Linked DNA regions of Mus musculus: region 1 is linked to region 2. The links are chromatin contacts, called in public promoter capture Hi-C maps. All regions are on one chromosome and are shown on one strand. The core of a region is the stretch at or near the end of the contact, and the rest is flanking DNA. Distances in the headings are between cores, read along the strand shown. Region 1 holds the start of 2900092D14Rik (RIKEN cDNA 2900092D14 gene). Region 2 holds the start of Il18r1 (interleukin 18 receptor 1).

Region 1 (4,373 bases), core at 638-3,137, 2.2 Mb after region 2:
ACTTGGCCGACAGCCTACAGCTGGAAAAGGAGGTCGTGCGGGTCTGGTTCTGCAACCGACGCCAAAAGGAAAAACGCATGACGCCCCCTGGCATCCAGCAGCAGACGCCGGACGATGTCTACTCGCAGGTGGGTACCGTGAGCGCTGACACACCGCCACCGCACCACGGGCTTCAGACCAGCGTGCAGTGAATGCCGGGGCGCAGCGCGAAGAGGGCCGCCGCCGCCGCCGCCACCTCCGCAGCCGCTGTCAGCACCGCCATGGTCGCCGTCGCCGCCGTCTCCGAGCCGCCGCCGCCGAGAACCACCGCTGCTGCTGCTGCCGCCGCCGCCGCCGTCACCGTCGCCGCCGCCGCCGCTGCCGCCGCGCAGACCCAGCACCTGGCCAGTGCCAGGGCATCTAGGCCTCCTCCCCTCCGCCCAAAGACAGGCGTGCCACGGCCCCAGGAGGGGGGAGGACAGCTGGAGACCGATGAGACTCTTTCTGAAGTCCAAGAAAGGAGGGACCAAAAAAATTTTTAAGCATAATAAATACCAAGACTGTTTTATATGCATATATAACAAACAAAACCGGAAGAGGAAAAGGGGCAACAGGGACATCTCGTTTATACTGTGGTGGTGTTCTGCTTCTGTTTTGAAAGAAGGGTGAAGATGCCTAACGCACCTAAACTGCACACTTGAGGTACTGTCCACACCGAGATGTCCTGCATGGCGTCGTCGGTGGAGAACACCTGCCTCGGAGATAAGAGAGAGACACCCCCCCCCTCTTTCTTCCACTTCTTCCAAAAGGGCTGCCTAAAAGATCCATGGAAACTTTCTTTATGGGGAGCGACCTGAAAAGAAAGACGCACCAGGTTTCCTGCAGGTCTGACTCTGCTCTTGGACAGTGTTTTTCTTGGCCATATTCAAGTCTTTGGGGAACAAATAAATCAACTAAGAAATGGGAAGAAGGGAGAAACAGAGTCTGGGGGGGAAGATTCGCCGCTTCTGAAGTTCACAGACTGAACAAGAAAGCCAAAAGAAAGCATCCTCCGCAGTAAACTTGGAAATAAAAGCATCGCGAAAGAGCCAAGGCTGGGTGAGGCTGAAGGGTAGGTACGTCCAGCCGCAATCCACTAGCGGAGAGGGCACAAAAGCGGGGCCCGGGCCCAGCCTCTGAGACCGCCCACAAGGGCCAGGCCTCCACCACCAAACCCGGGCTTTGCTGACTGCCGCTCGGGGTGGACCATGCCTAAAGATTCCGCCGCTAATATTTTTTTTATTAACATTTTTTATTTTTTATTTCTGGACTGACTCCGATAAAAGGGTGTGGAAAGACAGCACCAACCGCGCACTTCCCTTGACTTCTGCCCTCAATGCGTTGCCAACTTTGATTGAATGGGTGCTGCGGATGTGATTATGTAATACTGCCATTTCCAAGCAGTGTTTTTGGTAGGTTTTAATAAACAGACTTTTCAAATGACGGCAATATAGAATCGTTAGATCCGTTGTTGATCTAAAAATATTTGCTTTATATTTTCATTAAATGACTTCTTTTAATATTTTATTCAAAATACTTATGAACTGCTGCAAAACGGTAATTTATTTTTCCCCAGATCTTGTATTACGTGTTTTTTTCAGACGAGCACAAATCAAAATGAAATGAAAATATGGACAGTTGTTAGGTAATAAGGGTATCTTTTGATGTGATCATTTGATTGTAATTTAATTTGAGTAGTGATTCCGTAAGAGCTGATTGAGAAAATAAATTTGTTAGAATGAAATGGTCTGTGTCTGATGCATAAACACTGTGTGGGAAGAAAAGAATCCTTTAGAAAATATTTTTTTACTAATGCAGACCCTTAAGTCATAGCATTAAGAGAGCGGAGCTTCCCCACGCAAAGGTATGTTTGAAACCTCCAGAACAGGCTAGGGTTGCTAAAAGGAGTTGCTTTAGCAATAGTGGTTATTCACTCCTTGTTGGTCCATAAATTTCACAATATTCTCCTTACCCTCAGTTTCAATGGGTGTCTCTAGTGTTTTTGCTGAGTGATCTATAAATATTAGCCATTTTCTTGAAAGTACCTGTGTTTTGCTACATCACCAGTGAAAATATGCCCACCAGCCAGTCATGGTAAATACAGTTCCTCTTAGGTCAGCCTCTTTTTGATCACCTTGCCTTCCAATATATCCCTGTTTTTTTCTTTCTTCCTTTCTTTTCCTTCCTTCTTTCCTCTCTTTCTTTCTTTCTTTCTTTCTTTCTTTCTTTCTTTTCTTTCTCTTTCTGTCTTTGTGGATCAATAGTTGCGAAGGATAGCTTATAAATTCATGAAATATTTTGATATCAGTTACTCCCCATTGATAACTATGTGTGATTAAATTTCCATTATTAAGCCTATATTTGCTTTTCTTCCTATATTTCTTTCATGAAAGATGATGGTACTGAGCCCTGCTTTGCTCTGTGCTGAGATTGTCCCTAGCGCAGACTCCAGGCTGCCCATTTCTGTGGTTTGGTCCTTCAGAGGCATAGTAACTCTTCATCTTCCTTACCAATGCCTAGGCTTTAGTTATTTTGGTCACTTTTTAGATAAGACCCTGCAGGATGGTCACATTTATCAAGTTGATGCATCAGTATTTACAAGCTGGAAATACAACACCTCAGGGTATGAGAGATAAAGAGGAGAAAGGCTCTGATTGGTTGAGTCCTTGTATTGTATGTGGTTTTTTTTTTTTTTTTTTTAAGTACTTAGGTGGAAAAACAATGATTTTTACACAGGCATTTCCCCCAATCTCAGCTACCATTCACCTTTTGCCTAATCTTTGCTGGCTTCCCCTCCCCCAATATAGATTCAAGGGTTAAAAAATTCTGGGAAACTATGAGGACAAGAAATAGTTTCTCACAGACAGACCCAATAGCACAAATTGAGCCCAGCCAGACAACCATGTATTTGGGTTGCATTATTTTAGATACCAAATTGTAGTAAAAAAAAAAAAAATCACCAGCATTCTGATTCATGAAATCTGGAAAAGGCCATATTTATTAAACAGAAAGACATGAAGGTACAGATAAGAAACCACATTTTATTTTTCTCTTTGCTTTTGTTTTCTGTTTCTCCTGTTATTGTTATCACACTGCCTGGAGTTGGGGTAGGGTGAGAGTCATCATCTTTTTATTTGTTTGTTTTGTTGTTGTTGTTGTTGTTGTTGTTGTTGTTGTTTTAGAGGCTCTGAGGGTAAGCCAAGAAGGCCTCCCTGAAAGTGAGGAATGGGCCAGGCTGTTTGTAAATGGAACACATCACTGGTGTGTGACAGGGATCTTGGTGGGTTTTTGTTTTTGTTTTATTTTTGTTGTTTGATTAAGGGCGAGGTTTTGTTTTGTTTTGTTGTTTGTTTGTTTGATGTTTTGTTTTGTTTTCCTGCTGGAATGGTGGTGCCTGACTAGGAAAGGAATGGGTCTATTTTAAATGCCAGGAGGTATCTGCTTTCTTGATTTAGCTCATGACAAAAGAGCTAATGTTAGATTTTACCCTGTCTTCTATTTGCTGGTTACTTTGGAAGAAGCCCAGATCTATGGGTAGCAGAGTACGTTTTTGATTGAAGAAGATAGGCAAACCAAGCAGTTTTGCTTGTCATTGTGTGTTGTGTAAAGTAAGCTGACGCTTGCACTTTTTGTTTTAAAGTCAATCCTTTGAATGTATTTACAAAATGAAATTGATGGTTGAAACACAGCAGAGAAGATATGAGAGTTTTTGTGCTAAGGCTCATATTGTTACACATGTAAATAATGAACATATTGTTGTATATCACCAGGTCTTTAAAAAAAAAAGAATTTGGTCATTGTGTTCTTATGCAGCACAAATGTCTTGTGCTTCGTAAACTGCCCATTTGTTTCCTCCATTTCAGACTGCCTACTCTTCCCCTTCCAACCCAAAGGAAAGTGACAAAGTTCTGGTCCATCAGCTTGGCTACTTTCAAACTAGGCCCAGTTATAGTTTACAGTAGAGTGTGGCTCCCGAGCCACTATCCAAGCTTTGATCACCCCATCTACCCAATCACCTTCCCCTGACAAGTCTGTACAATAAATAATTCAAGGTGTATTTAAAATATTAGTCACTTTGCTGTTGTTGCTCTGCGTTTTCCCTTCTTAGTATTAGCTAAGGGTTATTCCTCCTCTCTCTCTCTCTCTCTCTCTCTCTCTGTCTCTCTCTCTCTCTCTCTCTCTCTCTCTCTCTCTCTCATTGATCTTAGAGACTCCCTCTGCTTCTTCCTGGCCTCCAGTGTTTGCTCATTACCATACTCATGATCTGGTTTTGTATGAATGGTTTTCAACATTCAGAGAATAATTGGTTCTTATATCAAATGCAGTATATACTATTCATAGTTTTATCAATAAGT
Region 2 (4,360 bases), core at 849-3,348:
TTGGGAGACTCTTGAAAGGAGGGGAATGTTGAACTCACGGTCAACATATGAGGCTGCAGAGAAGCCGTATGCAGAAGTGTGTGTAGAGGATCTAGAGTAGCCCGTTTCTCTGGGGACAGTGTGCTCTTAGTCTGTACCCTTAGGCTGGGTTGCCAGGTAAACATTTGCTAGTGTTCAGTTCAAAGGCTGAAGCTTGAGCTGAGGGTGATGAGGAATTCAAACTTCCCCTCGCATGCATCCACCCTGTGGTTGCCTGGTTTGCTAAGTCCACCTGCTCTGCTGTAGTAGAAGGTTTTGATCTTCTGCAGCTTCATCTACTTCTTAGTGAGTTGCCAAAACTGACCACTGAAAAGCATGCTGTGTACATAACTGTCTCATGTCCCAGAACGTGCAATCAGGAGGAAGTCCTCACTCCCGATAACGGAATCCTTGCTCTGTGGCTGTGAGGACGTCCCTTAGCAACCTCAGATAGTAATTTTTCTTAGGTTGGATGGAACATAGTAACGTGCTGGATTCTTTGCTAACTGAAAATAGAAGTATTCGGATTTCAGAAAGAACTGGATAAATATTAATGTTGGTGATTATGAAATCTCATTGTGAGCCGTGTGAGTTTGAGTGTGTATTCCATGATTGTGCTGAATGAAGACCTCTAAAAATGAAATTCTCTCCAATCTCATCCCTGGGAATAGTTGCTTCCTCATGCCTGCTGCTCCATCCATGGAAAATGACTAAAGAGAATTATTATTTGTTCCCGAGATTCTTCTGATAAGTCTAAACTATTTGCATGTAATTGAGCTGGGCAGCATGGCACACTTGGGAGGCAGAGGCAGGTGGATCTCTGTGAGTTTGAGGCCAGCCTGCTCTACAGAGTTAGTTCCAGGACACCAGAGCTACAAAAAGAAAACCTGTCCTAACAACAACAGCAACAGCTGCAGCAGCAACAACAACAACAAAGAAAAAGAAGAGGAGGAGGAGGAAAGGAAAGAAGGAAGAAGGAAGAAGAAAGGGAAGAAATAATAGATTTTTCTGTAATGAACACACATATGCTTTGATGCTTTTGCTAAACTCAAAATATTAGTTTTATTTTACTGTTTTGAAAGGTTCAAAGCATGATCCATGTAAAAATGTCTTCTGTGGGGCTTTCTCCCATTTCTACTTTTGTTCCCCTCATTTCTTCAAAGTGCTTGTCCAGGCAGAGCTGACCTTATTTGCTTACCAGTTACAGGTAAACAAAGCGTTTCCTCGTGTTGCCTCTTGTAGCCATCTCTGTATTAGATTAGGAAGGGAAGGAGCCGTCCTACTGTCCAGTTTGTGAGTTCTGGTAGAAAGAGTGTTGAAGTTTGTTAAATGCTTGTTTTCCATGTATCAAAATGTTATGCCTTTCCTATTTATTATTGTATGACAAATTATTTTTCACTGGGCAAAAATAATTGTGCCATTGACTCCTTGTGTGTTTTCTTCATGTGTGTTTGAAGAGTTCTAGCTTATTAAAAAAAAAAATCTAGAAATACTGTTTGGCCTTCGTTTCTTTTGAACAGTTTAAAATCTCACTATAACTTCCCAATTGTGGCTTTCCACCCATCCAGGAGGCTGGGCATCCTGCGCTGGCTGGCACTATGTTGGCTCTGCGAGCCTGGCAGTCTCAAGGACTCTCCTCCCGCAGTGCAGGAGTCCTGGGTTCTCAGCGCCCTCTGCCTGAAGGGTGTGGCGCGCACAGGGCACACAGGTGGTTCTTGTGGTTGAGTAGACAGGCTGCAGGTTCCGGGAAGCCAAAGGCGGTGGCTGTGCCTCCCTGGAGGTCTGGCGGAGGAGTCAGCTGAGATCCAGGCAGGAGAACTCCAGGGGCTCTATCGCCTCAGCGGTGGGGTGTCGGGGTTAGTTCTGGGAACTGTGGAGCTCTTAGGTGAGCAGGGACATGCAGAGAAACCCTGCCAGGAGTACAGGTCTTCCCAGAACTGAAAGCTTGAGCGCTCCTGGGTGGAGCAGCCTGTAGCGCCCTAGGCTTCAGTCCCCCAGCTCTTAGGAGCTCCTCCCATCCCAGGCGGTGCCCACCTGAAACCTTAGCTTTTCCTTTCTTCTTCTTATTCTGATCTTCCTCTCCCAGCCCTCCACCTCCCTACCCCCGGTCGTTGGCTTCTTCTTCTTCTTCTTCTTTTTTTTTTTTCCTGCGATAATTCTCTGGTTTGCCAAATCTCTCTAATCAAGCTCCTGGCCTTGCCTCACTGTGCCTTCCCTCCCTGTCTGTTGTCACAGTTGTGGACCAGGAGGTATTTAGTCTCACTTGCTGGGCGAATCCTGCTTCACAGATGTAAGTGAAGGAGAAGCCACTGCCCAGGCCTGTGTGTGGGCCACCTCTCTGAAGGTAAGGGCAGACTCTGATGTCCAGTCCTCACTGTCTTCTGCTGTCTGGAGCAAGGAGAGGAACCACCCACAACGATCCTGAAAACAAGGTCAATTGTGAGTGGTGTGTATGTGTGTGTGTGTGTGTGTGTGTGTGTGTGTGTGTGTGTATAACTAGTGAGTACAAATGTATATGTTCTTTGTAGAGAGGTATGAACAGCTAAAACACAGCAACAGTTGATTTGTTCAGCTCTTACCCTCTGCTGACAATACACACAGGTGTGCTGTATTTTAGTTGCTTAATCCTCTTAGGAGACAAATGAAACAGGCAATATCAGGTTTAATAAATGGTGTGAGGGGAGAAATATTCAGAAATTTATCTAAGAACATCTTCAGTTATCGCATCAGTGAATGACCCATTTATGCAGATTTGGGGAATAGTTCACTCTCCCTCATGAGTACATGCATGTACATATGTGTGCACTGATGCATGCACAAGCGCCCACACACATGCATGTACACTCACACTCTTGTGCACACACTCGTGAGTCACACACACAAACACACACACACACACACACACACACACACACACACACACACACACACTGCAGTCACAAGAATATCTGCCTTAGGCACACATTATGGAAAAGCAGAGAGCCTTCTCCTGGGTACCTCACCAGGAAGTGGAGGTTGGTCCAGGAGCCCTGGAAGTGCTGTGTGTTAGGGTTGGCCTGAACTGGCAAGCTTCCTGACAATGCCAAACATCGTGTCATATTGCAAGGACGATAGGGTCCCAGAGGAGGGGGAGGGGGGGAAAGGGAACATGGTCTTCATGTCCGGATCCATGTTTGTGAAGGCACATTTTGGAAAATGGAGATAATAGCAGCAGGCATTTTTACGCTAAGTGTCGTGAGGTAGCAATGACTCTCCTTTCCTTACAGATGGAAAGTCAAATGTGCACACCTTTTTTTTTTTCTTAAAGCAGAAGTGCAAGGGTGTATTCAAGATCATTTTTGTTGGTTGTACCAGACTGATTCGCCTTTCTGCAGATGAAGTAAAACACCCATTGGAGACTGTAGCAAAAGGGACTGCGTGTTTAAAAAGAGTCATGGAGAGCCCAGCTCAGTGGCGGTCCCAGCGAGGAAAAGAAAAACCTCATTGGGTGTCATAATTCACCAAAGCAGTGTGAGGGATACATCAGGGTCATGTTTTGTTAAGCAATGACTGTCCCTGAGGTGACATGTTTACCTGTGAGTCACTGAAACTCAACTGTCACAAGCTTAGTTGTTTCCCACTCTCCCAGCCTTAGAAACTGAGTGTGTATGGACGTGAGTGTGTGTGTGTGTGTGTGTGTGTGTTTACCTGGAAGCTTTAAGGAGCTTAGTATCTATGTGCTCAGATGAACTGTTTTTACTAGAATGTGGTCAGTTTCCTCATGGTAAGGACCCAAAAGGACAGAACAGAAACTCAGGACCTAAGGACATGACCACATTGACATCCTTTGAAAGGACTCCCTTGTCTTGGGGGACAGAGATACTTGTCACCTTGCATCTGGCCTTCACCCTATGCCTCCAGATCACAAAACGTTTGGAAGAGCACTTAATTTAATCTAGAGAAAAGTTTATGTCATTGGGCAACTAAGTTTGTAACTATCCTTTCTATTTATGAGCACACACATACATGCTTGCATATGGATTAATTTTATATTTTTTATGTCAACTATGAACTGAATGTGTCTAATAAGAAATGTACTTTTCTGAGTGCACAGGCAAGACCTATAGATTGGTGGCTTTCCATTTGTTTGTACACTGGAATCAGCTGGGAATGTGGAAGAGTCAAGGGCTCAGGCTGCCTCCCGTGTGTGTTTAGTGGGCAGCATGTCTGTCAAAATAAACCTTTGAAGACATTATGCTTTAAGAAGTCAGAGATGGTGTAGGTGTGCAATAAATCGAATGATGAGTCGGGACTTGCATCTGTATGTATTTTGTAAGCTTCTTTCATTCAACGATTTAGCAAA

What was found. Promoter capture Hi-C pulls out the DNA fragments that hold promoters and counts their contacts.
Region 1: a contact with region 2 is called in a promoter capture Hi-C map of liver, with 4 times the contacts expected there. The contact joins the promoter of 2900092D14Rik here to the promoter of Il18r1 in region 2. A contact is called at or near these places in 3 of 39 promoter capture datasets (liver and stem cell-derived epiblast-like cells).

What each region holds. Positions count from the first base shown.
Region 1 is chr1:42,698,449-42,702,821 of GRCm38.p6, forward strand. It overlaps 2900092D14Rik (RIKEN cDNA 2900092D14 gene), which reads left to right and starts at 1,888. Exons shown (of 1, transcript NR_027891.1): 1 at 1,888-4,373. Pou3f3 (POU domain, class 3, transcription factor 3) reads left to right here. Exons shown (of 1, transcript NM_008900.3): 1 at 1-1,762. The coding sequence ends at 191. The region is part of intron 1 of Gm46091 (predicted gene, 46091); the gene reads left to right.
Region 2 is chr1:40,463,908-40,468,267 of GRCm38.p6, forward strand. It overlaps Il18r1 (interleukin 18 receptor 1), which reads left to right and starts at 2,099. Exons shown (of 11, transcript NM_008365.2): 1 at 2,099-2,450. Il1rl1 (interleukin 1 receptor-like 1) reads left to right here. Exons shown (of 11, transcript NM_001025602.3): 11 at 1-1,508.